Linked DNA regions of Zea mays: region 1 is linked to region 2. Evidence: chromatin contacts called from public Hi-C data. All regions are on one chromosome and are shown on one strand. Each heading gives the region's core, a stretch centred on a gene start, on an enhancer-like site or on the middle of the called end of the contact. The rest is flanking DNA. Distances are from core to core; before and after follow the strand shown. Region 1 holds the start of LOC100383845 (putative transmembrane protein kinase family protein). Region 2 holds the start of LOC103650809.

Region 1 (5,876 bases), core at 898-3,397, 160 kb before region 2:
ATTCCTGGCTAGGAGGAGAATGCCGTCTTTTAACAGCTACTATTGTGCCATCCTGGAGCAAACCCTTATATACCTCTCCGAACGTCCCTTGTCCAATAAGGTTGCCATTGCTGAAATTCCTTGTAGCAAAATTCAATTCCTCTAAACTAAGACATCTTGCTTCCTGCGACTCTGATAGGTGGAAGACGAAGTTATTACTTATGAAAATAGAAAGAAAGATGTATCTTTAGATGAATTATCTGAAGTTTTAAAGTTTTATTGAAAGTAACTTAAGCAGTACCTGGTAGAGCTTGATCTGAAAAACCACTTTCTGAAGAGTCTGAGGTTCTTTTGCGATGCTGTAGGCAAAGTACTATTATAATTATGACAATAAGTAGTAGTGCACATCCTCCTGCAGCAGCTCCAAGAGCTTCTGCAAGAAGTCCTGACATCTAGTATTGGATATCCTCCTTCAGAGTAGCGCAGTAATCTTTGTAGCTGTGGTGATGAAATCTGCAGATATCTGAAACCTAAAGAGTAGTTCATTAAATTTGTTCGAGTTTATATTTGAATTCATAAGGAAGAACGCGAATGTACAGATTGCTGGTTATGCCAGCCAATGAACTAGAAAACAATTCAGATAGTGGATAAATATAACAAACATGTATACATGGGTTGGTTGATCAATAGATAAAGTTAAATTACTAGTGCTATATAATATATTGACACTGATACCATGGATTGGTCAAACTAGCCCTATCATAGGCTGGGGAAAAATATACTTCTTTGCATATGCATCATTTTTTTTGTTGCCCTCAAGTGGCAAAATTAGGAAAGCACATCTTGATCATGACATCAGTATTACGGATGGCTCTACTAGTAATGCATAAATATGGAAAAAGGCAATTAAATTACCAAACAGAAAACATTCTGAAAATGGACATTTTGTGATGAAGTGCAACTGCAAAATTCGGAAAACGCATCTTGATCATGATCATGAAAATGGCGTTACGGACAAAGCTACTAGTAACGCATAAATCTGGCAAAAAGAGAGACAATTATGTTACCAAACGATAAAAACGGGGAATTGTCGGATATCGAAAAACTAGAAATTATGAGGCAACGTGCAGTGGCTAAATTGGGAAAGCACATTTTGATCATGGCACCAGCAAGTTCGGGGGAAGCTACTAGTAACGCATACCCTTCTCTTTTCCGGTATAATTCTCCCATAGGACCGTTCAAATTTTCCGCGCCATGTCCGGGTCAGAAGAAATTTTACCACAATACTTTGAATGGCATGTTATTAACTAAATGCAATGCAATAAAACATCTTTCACTATGGCATTCTGCACCCATAAGCACCCTCTTACTGATGAAACCAATATGAGTACGCTGCAGTGTACAGGCAAAAACATGAATGCAGTTTTTGCTTGGACCAGCCTGAAGCTGTGCGTGTACACGTTGGGTTGATTTTATTTACGAACCAGTACCGTTTTTGCAGATCGCAATCTAACAATGTGGCATCGACTGCTACCTGAGTCCTGAACTCAGTAATAGCAATAACAGATTGAATGAAGTACTAATCAAATGAGGGTTGCTGATCGGTTCGTTCATCGCCCCCCCCCCCTGCGATCAATCGAAATTCAGCACTCCTCCTGAACAACACAGGCACCATGGTAAGCCGGAAAACAACACATGATTTCACGCTCCAGAGAACTCGAACCGATTTCGATACAGAAAATCGCAGAGTTCGCTGGCGGGGGCAGAAATGTACACCATACCTGCAGCAGATGGCTCTGGTTTAGAGGCATCATGTACGTGCGAGCACGACAGCGGGGTCAAATGCCGAATCCATTCTGCAGGCAACACGTTCCGTTTGTACCAATTCTTGACTCCGCCCCGTCTTCTTCCTCCTACGCCATCGCGACCAAAGAGAAATAGAACCAGTCAGAAGAAACAGGTAGTCTCGAAATCAAAGCAAGTGAGACTCCATAAATCAAAGCAAGTGAGAAGAATCAGGCAAGGTAACCTATTCAACCCCCTGCTACTCTCCTGCTGTATTGTGGAGGAAGTGACCGTGAGTGATTCTGTGAGCGAGGTGAGATGGCCTGGGAGGTATTTTTGGGGAGGGAGGCACCAGGCAGAGGGGGAGGGGAGGGGAGTGCCCACAAAGGGAGGGAGAGAGAGAGAGAGTGAAGTGAAGAACAGCAAAGCACACTTACCAGCGGGGGGCGGATTGGAATTGGGAAACCAGCAGCAAATCAACACAAACATGTCGGTATATATACTGGTAGGGTTGAGCTGTAAACATCAGCGGAAAGCGGAGCGGAAGATGCTGAAAAAAAAACTCTGGTTTGGCGCGCGGCCGTTGCGGTTGCGGTTGCGGGTGAAAGAAAGAAAGCAGAAAAGATGTAGAAGGAAGAAGCAGCCCAGCCAGGAATGGTGGCTGGCGGCTCTGCGCTGCTCGCGTCTTCGAGCGTGGTGGGATCGTATAAGAAGTGGAATTGGATGGATGGATGGATCTCCCAATGATTGATCCAAAGGCGACAACTCGCCAGGACCGCGACACCGCGCCGACGCATCGTTTTTTTTTCAGACTGGCCGTCGATTCTTCATTCGTGTCACAAGATTTGTATATACAGATATTCTAAATAATAGTCCGTCCTCCGATGAACCGGTGCCGCCGCCGCCGCCAGCAGGGGAGCCGAGCCAATGATTGCCGGGGAAGAGAAGAACATGATGGGGGCGCGGCTGGCAAGCTGCCTTGTCCGTCGGCTCGCTCGCTCATCACTCGTCAGATCGGATAAAAGAAAAAAAAACCAACAAAAAAAAGGACTCGTCTTTTCCATCTCCCTTTGCCCCCCCTGCCGCTGGATTTTCGCTTTTCCAGACGGGATGCTGCCGCTGCCGCTGCACCTGCACCTGCACAGGAGTTTCCGAATTAGCGACGCTAGCGCACAGCACACAGATTGCCGTTTTCCAGATGAGCGGCGCCCCGCTTTCCCCTCGTGCCCCCGCGCGCGTTGCTCGCCGCCGGCCGTTGGCTATGGCTAGCGTCCGTTGCCAGCTCCGGCTTTCAAGCGTCAGTTACTGAGGGTCCGTTGGGTTCGTGACCTGACCTGACAGGTAGCTTTTGTTTGTCCATCAAGCACCGATCGCAGCGCAGCAGCCTGCACCGTGTGAGCTAGGTGAGTGCGCCACAGCTGTGGTGGGCTGCTGTGCCTAGCTTGGCCGTGGCCCGCTACTACACTGGACACTGCGCTTCAGGCTGCATGCATCCATATCCATCCGTGCCTATCTTCTCCCGTTCTCCTAGGACGTACGTACTAGTGCCGGCCGCGGAAACTCCATCTGGCTGCTGCCTCGCCGTGGCCGGCGTGCGCTGACACGTGAGCCCCCCGCCGCCGCCGCCGCTGTCTCCTCTAGCGGTGACGCCTGATGCAGCAGGAACCAAGCAACACGTTGCGCCCGGATTGCGCCAGCTAGGCCAGTTCGACTTTCATATGTATAGTGTGCCTGAACTGGCATCCATGATAGTCTACGTTGTCAATAGAACTTAAACAACAATAGAACTTTAATCTAATTTGGTGATTTTAATCTAATTTGCTCGGCGCAAGACAAAAACAACAATAGAATTAGCATGAACATGATCCAGCGGTTCAATAGAACTTTAGACGACCTGCAAGTTATGGAGATCGCTCTCAACGGCAAACGATTCACTTGAAGCAATGGGCAAGATTCACCTACGTTGTCCAGAATAGATCATTTCTTTGCTACAACTGAGTGGCTTGATCTCTTCCCAAATTCGGACCTTCAAGCGATAGCGTCCATGGGCTCAGACCATTCTCCATTATTCCTAAAGGGTAATGTTAATTATAACTTTTATAAAGGTTTTCGCTTTGAAGCATTCTGGTCTACTCTTCCCGGTTTCTTAGAGATGGTGCAAGCATCTTGGAGTCAGTCGGTAGATACGAGAGACGCAATCCTAAGGCTACATATTAAGATGCGACGTTTGGCCACATCAATAAAAATTTGGAAAGCGCAACAAGTTGGTAACATTGAGTTACAATTAGCCATTGTTCAGGTCGTCCTTCTCTGCTTAGAAAAAGCGCAGGAGCGGAGACAGCTCTCTGAGATTGAACTTCACCTGCTTCGCTCCTTGAAGGCTAAATCTTTGGGGCTAACTGCCATGCAGAAATCAAGAGCGAAACAACATTCGAGATTGAAATGGATCAAACAAGGTGATGCAAATACTAAATTCTTCCATCTGCATGCTAATATTCGACGTAATCAGCATTTCATAAAAGAGCTACAATCAGAAACAGGCATTGTCATGACACAACAAGACAAGGAGGAAGCTATATTTAACTTCTATAATTCCATCTTAGGGGTTCCCCCAGCCAGAAATTCCTCCTTGGATTGGACAGCCTTAGGATATGAGCAAACTGACCTTTCAGACCTCGAAGCTCCTTTTTCAGAAAACGAAATTAAGAGGATTATTCATCTCATGCCTTCGCAACGCGCTCCGGGCCCAGACGGTTTCATTGGGCTGTTTTATAAGAAATGTTGGGACATTGTAAGAAGCGATTTGTCCGCGGCGCTTTGTGGGTTTTACAATTTACGCACTAACAAGCTGCACCTAGCGAACGAGGCCAATATTGTGCTCCTCCCAAAAAAAGAGAATGCTTTGCACCTTACGGACTTTCGACCGATCAGCTTGATCAATAGCCTAGCAAAAATAATCACAAAGGTACTGGCTGAGAGATTGGCTCCAAAACTGGGACAACTAGTATCTCGCTCACAAAATGCCTTTATCAAGGGAAGGTGCATTCATGACAATTTTTTATATGTCCAAAGAGTAATCCAGAAGCTGCACAAATCCAAGAAGCCATCTCTCTTCATCAAGTTGGACATAGCAAAAGCTTTTGACTCTGTTAGCTGGGCATATCTTTTGGAGGTGCTGGAAGCTTTTGGTTTCGGTAGAAAATGGAGAAATTGGATTTCAGCTATCCTTGCTTCCTCTTCGTCGCGTATCTTAATGAATGGCAGACTAGGAAGAAAAATCATTCATAAGCGTGGCCTTCGTCAAGGAGATCCTCTATCTCCGATGTTGTTCATCTTGGCTATCGATCCACTTCAGAGAATTATAGAGCGTGCTATTCACTCGAGCGTCCTCTCTCATGCCCTTCCTAAGCCGGCTACTTTGCACTGCTCACTCTATGCTGATGACGCTGGACTATTTGCAAAGCCGTCGGCTTCTGACCTGTATGCTTTAAGGCGCATCCTCCAGACCTTTAGTGATTGTTCTAGTCTCAAGTTTAATATGAGTAAAACAGAGTTGTACCCTATTCGGTGTCATCCTGGTGTAGTTGAGGCACTTCTTCACTGCTTCCCTGGAAAGATTGCCTCTTTCCCTGGAAAATATCTTGGTCTACCCCTTCACACTAGAAAACTTAGAAGAATTGAGATGCAGCCTCTGGTTGACAAAATTCGTGCAAGGCTTCCAAGATGGAAAGGAAAATTGCTCTCCAAAGCGGGTAGATTGACTCTCGTTAACACAGTTCTGTCCTCTCAACCAATCTACCACCTAACGGTATTTCCAGCCCAGAGATGGTTACTGAAGCAAATTGACAAAATTAGACGAGGGTTTCTTTGGAAAGGCGAGGAACCAGAAGTAATGAGTGGTGGCATTTGCCTTGTGAACTGGCCAACGGTTTCACGCCCAAAAAATCTTGGTGGTCTTGGAGTGGTAGACCTGGAACGCTTTGCTCGAGCTCTTCGAATCCGTTGGATGTGGTTCCAATGGAGAGACCGGGACAGGGCCTGGACGGGGCTTGACACCCCATGTACCAAAGAAGATAGAGACTTGTTTCATGCTTCAACTTCGGTGACAGTTG
Region 2 (5,620 bases), core at 212-2,711:
GTGTGCCGACATCATCGATAGGAACGGCGGATGCATGCACCGCGCGCTCCCTTGTCGCCCTCGGGGCCCCTCAATTTCGTGACGATTTCCTTCCCGTTCTATATTTTATTATTATTTTAAAAAAGGAGCCACAAGAAGGAGGAGGAGGAGCATTCTATTTGGCAGGCGAGAAACGAGGCCATTTCCAAAGGAGATTAAGTGCGGTATGGCTGATAATCGACGCTATCCACTGGACCTAATCCTCTCAGTCTCAGCCGTGACTCCCTCTGCTCATGAGCTCATCTGCTTGCTATCACCTTCTAACGTGCCTGGCACCGCCACGTGGCACGACGAAAGGAGAAGAGCGATTTCACTAGCAGTACCTAATAAAAGCGAAAACGGAATGGAACTGCTTTGTAATGTACCTGCACTACACGGGGGGAGAGAACAAAGCGAGAAATGAGCCCACTCGTAAAAGACAAGGCACACCATTCGGTTCCGGCTTCTAATGCTTCTTCAGTATTTTTATACAGCTATAGCAGTCGACTTTAATCCGAAGTTATACACACATTCCACCGTGTGGTGAATGGTGACACTGAGAGCGACGTCCATAGACAACAAACGCATATCAGACAATCTCTCCAACTATACTTTGCTCTCTCGTCTCGAGGTGAGCTCAGTCATAGTTTACGGTGTCCAAATTCGCAAATAGAAACAAATCATGATGTTTAGAGAAGTAGAAACCACGTCTCGTGCAAAGGAAAAACATCAGAGTCAAAAGAGGAATCGGACCAAAGAGCTGAAACAAATGCTGGAATTGACGCTCCATTTATGTTGGCGTATGAAAACCGACGCCAAAATAATCTGGGGGAAAAAAAGGTGAGGCCCAATAAAACGCCTCAGGGGATGGGCTGCCCACAGGTCTGGCTAAGTTACCAAACCAGCCCGACGTTTATGGTTCTGTTGATCATTCGGTGCATTGGATCTGTACCCCCAATAGCAGACTTAACAGAGAAACAGCTTACCAAACCCAAGTCCTGGAGCCGAAAGCTGCATGTAACAAGTCATCACTAAACCCTTCTTAAAAAAACCCCGTCACTAAATCGTCATTATGTAGTTCTCCTTGAGTTCGTCCAAGTCCAAACACGTCCTTTCTAAGCCCTGATAGGGACACCTGAGAGAGCAACCAGACCTAGAGAAAGTAAATCAGCAGAATTAATCTTACGCGTTTACTACTTCTCAATCCACTGGCCACGCTGCACGTAGTAAAAATAAAAGATTAAAAAACTTTGAAAGTTCAACTCACTTGCGCACACGGTCAATGATCTTATCCCCTTCGGTCATTCAGCTTGCCAATCTTTCCGAGCAATTTTCACACGCTTGGCCGCAGGTGGTAAATATTCCAGAAGGCTAGAAGCCATTATCACGAAGACTTTTCTCTGCACGGATCCTGCGCAATAAAGAATGGTCAAAGTCCGTGGTGCAGGCCTGCAGGACAGCACGAAAGGGAGTTAAAACCACCGAGTGACGAAAGAACACTTCGGCTCCCCCATGTTTTCATTCCAGCAATAGCTGTCCGTAGTATTGAAGTTTCCAAGTCAATATTGTTGGCAGTTTGGCCGTTACACACTGTACTAATATCACGACTGTTTACATAATGGGAATGCAAATTCAAACTTGCATAAATGAATCTCCAACTTCAACAAGTAGGAAAGCAAAGTTCACTGCATAGGGAGGTTGGAAAGATTCCTGGCGGACCAACACATGCAGCCGAGGTGTGTTTCTCCAGCTACTCAAATTCAATCAAACAACAGGTCCTTCATTTGCCTGATGCATGGGTATTTTTGAATTGTCAATATTGCTAAACGTTGTACAAAGTCAGTTGGCTAGATCCTCGTTTCATGCCTGTTCGTCCGAGTCTTCGGGCCTGCGTGCCCAGTTTTCTAGGATCACTTTACCTGTGCTTATCTCTTATAATCTAGCGTGCCTATATATTTTGTAATTCGTAAACTACATATGAATACAGAGAACAGATATTCTCCTCTTCTAGTTCTTGCATGGTACCAGCTAGAAGATCCTGAGATCGCACCTTTTCTCATCATGAGCGATACGCATAGCTCAGTCCACAGCGTCACCACTCACCACCGCCGCTCTTCACAACAGTTCCTCCCCTCTACTTGGCATGCCACCGTTGCCGGCTTTCAGCACTCATTCCTCCCCCGTACTTGGCGACACCACTGCAGCTTCTTCAACCACAGTACTTCCTCTCTCCCAAGCCATTCACAGTGTCAACATCAAGTCGCTGGTGTCGTACACTCTCGACACTCAAGTTCACAACTACGGCAAATGAAGTCAACTGTTCACCATCGTTCTCAGCCGCTTCACACTGGTAAAGGGAATGTGATGGCGACGATGATGGTAGAGATTTAAGGCAAGGCGGATAAAATAAAACAGGGAGGACAATTGAGGAGTATGCTAATGAACTCAAATACTTGTGGGGGTTGAGTTAGATCACTATGCCCCACTTCAAATGGAGACTCCCAATGATGCTCAAGCTGTCCAAAAATGGGCAGAGGACAGGAGTGACCCAGTTCCTCAAAGGATTGAACTATGAATTTGAGAGTAGAAGGGCTGTTTTTTGTCACCAGGATAGTCTTCCTACCTTGGAGGATGCTATTTCAGCCATAGTCCAAGAAGAAATTAGGTTGCGGTGATCGGTAGTAACACTCCTGTTAGATCAGCCTACACCATAGCTGACAATAGGGAATCTTACAATTGTGGAGACAAACGGCATTTGAGTTATAATTGCCGTAGACCAAAGAACTATAATGGTAGACGGATCAGCACCCATGGAAGCCATGTTGGTTATGGTGCTAGTAGAGGAGGTCGAGGCAGGGCTCAAGGAGGCTCTAGGGCTAATATTGTTGTGGCAGAGGAGGGTCCATCTATCATACTGACAGGGGAACAAATCATGCAGTGGGAGCAGTGGCAAGAGAGAAATACTTCTAAGAACTCCACAAGCACCTCCTCACAGGGTCCTATTGCAGCAACTGCCATTCATTTTGGTAACTTTGCCAACTATACCCATGTGCGCAAAGGTATTCAAGCACAGACACTTGCATCATCATATGATCCTCATTTAAATTGGATTATAGATTCAGGTGCGTCTAAACATGTGACATGCTCATTCAATCCTTTTGCATCCTATAACCCATAGACTCATTTAGAAACAATCCAAACTGCTGATGGAACTTCTCAGCCTATTAGAGGTGTAGAGTTAGTTAGATTCACGCCACATCTTACATTACCTTTTGTTCTTCATGTCCCTGCATTTCCTGTTAATCTCCTTTCTGTTGGCTTCATTGTTGACCAATTCAATTGCACAATCTTATTTGATGAGCACTCATGTATCTTTCAGGAGAAGAGGACTGGGAAGAGGATTGAGACTAGAGTCAGACGTAATGGGTTGTGGTACATCAGCCAAGAAGATACAGCTCTGGCAATAGAGGAAGGTGTGAAGATATTTTGTTGCACCATCGCAGACTGGGACACCCATCTTTTGATAGTGTAAGTAAGATGCTATTAAGTAAATTCAATAAGAGAGAATTTGACATGTAGTGTTGTTGGTCTTAGATGTTTGTGAACTCTTCATATTGATACATCCTAATGTGGTGGCAGGACCAAATGCAGATTTATTGAAGAAGATAATAGTTGGCTACGCTTGCAGTTTCATGAGGAAGAACTTCAGTCAACCAGAGAAGATAACATGCATCCCTCATAACAGGATGCTACGAGTGGGAATGACATATGAGATCTAGGGCAATATTAGACTTGGTACAGGAGCAGAGGACCACAATGTGATCAGAGCACCCAGACAGCCAAAAAGTAGGGTTTTTCATTATCAATCATGCCAGGAAAGGCAAACGCAAGGATTGGGGTACTGTCAAATAACCAGCCTACCAGAGTCAACTGAAAAAGTACGGGATCAAATATTCTATGTTTAGATATGGAGAAACTAGGGGAAAGCAACCATTAGCTGAGCCCCTGATACAACCTATCAACTATCTGCTTTTGAAAGTCTGAAACTCATACTGTTCAGCATGTTAAGCTAAATATTGTAGTAGCATATTGGCACAAGGTAAAATGAAGAGGAACTTGTTTTCTTTTTTAATTTCCTTCTAATTTTAAATTATTTGTAACAAACTACATATTAAGCACTGCCCTACAGATTGTAAGTGGTGTCATGTTATATTCTTATGACATCGTTGGTCCTAAAAACAGACGTGGGGCAATTCTCCCTAATAGAAACTTAGAAGGAAAATAGATGCTGACAAAAAAACAGGCATCAACTATTGCCAACGTCGAATCTAGTCTAGAATTGTAAAATTAATAACTGCGACAAGCGAAGAGACCGTACCTTCCCATCCCCCTCTTCGCTTCGGCCATTGAGAAAGGGTGCGTGCGCAGCAGATGGTGTCACAGTGTTCGGGGGCAAATGAGGACGGGTGGCGGAGAGAGAGATGGCTGCGAGTGAGAGGAGCCGACCAGCGATCATCAGAGTGAGCTTCCCATTGCCGGGGACGCACGGCGGCGCGGGGAATTGCAAACCCACGCTCGCGAAATAGAAAAAGGGAAAAGAGCAACCGCGCAGGGGTTCGCGGGCCGCGGGGGGCAACGGCATGGTAGCCTAACGAAGTTCGTTGGTGTGGGCTGGGCTCGGAGCATATCTGCGTACATGCATGGGTTGGAGCCCAATGGAAAGGTCGTTCGTCATTTCCGTCATCAGATAAGAATCATCATAGAGATAGGAGGAGGAACGAAGAGAAAGTACGAAAGCGAGGATGGGTACTTGTCGTCATTACCTTCTCTAAGATAATAAAGTACACTCTAGATGAAATACGTAACCCGACAAACAAGCCTACTTTTCAGTACAGCAAGTGGTAGGATGGATGAAAGCGAGGAGGGCAAACCGTAGCTATGCAGCTGCTTCATATACGAAGAGCCGAACGAAAAACTGGTCAAGGTTCAAAGAAGGACGGCAGGCAGGCCTGCAATGCAACTGGGCACTACAACTACAAAGCAGACCGGATAACGGCCGGATAGCATCATTCATTGGCATTGGCACGTCCAACAAAGGGAACACCCGCGTCAAAACCAGATCTGACCATCTCTGGCGCCGCGCTTCCTGATTTTTACCGACCAAAGTAACGGGATGTTTGGTTTAGGGTTAGTACCTCCGTTTTAGTCTTTTTTAAGCATCTTTAACAATATCTTAAACTGGTGTATTAAATTGAAATATAAGGCTTTACACAGCAAAAACTACTTCAACCATGTCTCATTTTATAAAATTTGGTCAAAAAATTATAGAGTACTATCACAAGTGCCTTAAATATACTACACCATATTGAGTTGCTCTATAATATATATTCGGGGCTTCAAAGCATCTCCAACAACGCGACTTATAAAAATACCCTATAATTTAAAAATTAGTATATTTTATAGAATTTATGACACCGACAAAACATTCTGCTCCAACAGTAAAACCTCATTTCTAGATTATAGGGCAGCCCGCTACAGGTGTAGTATATTTGAGGCACTTAAGAGGGTGCCATATAAATTTTTGACCAAATTTTATGAAATG

The links. A called contact is a pair of places that touch in the nucleus more often than the background predicts.
Region 1: a Hi-C map of bundle sheath shows a contact between it and region 2, with 6 times the contacts expected there. The contact joins the promoter of LOC100383845 here to the promoter of LOC103650809 in region 2. A contact is called at or near these places in 9 of 25 Hi-C or Micro-C datasets (bundle sheath, ear, endosperm and 4 more).

Annotation. Positions count from the first base shown.
Region 1 is chr3:158,242,786-158,248,661 of Zm-B73-REFERENCE-NAM-5.0, reverse strand. It overlaps LOC100383845 (putative transmembrane protein kinase family protein), which reads right to left and starts at 2,147. Exons shown (of 9, transcript NM_001176475.1): 1 at 2,009-2,147; 2 at 1,761-1,892; 3 at 281-502; 4 at 1-171. The coding sequence starts at 431.
Region 2 is chr3:158,080,047-158,085,666 of Zm-B73-REFERENCE-NAM-5.0, reverse strand. It overlaps LOC103650809, which reads left to right and starts at 1,461. Exons shown (of 3, transcript XM_020550378.1): 1 at 1,461-1,754; 2 at 3,398-3,546; 3 at 3,670-4,150. The coding sequence starts at 1,665. The coding sequence ends at 3,760. It overlaps LOC103650810, which reads right to left. Exons shown (of 4, transcript XM_008676379.4): 3 at 1,286-1,429; 4 at 780-1,171. The coding sequence ends at 1,320.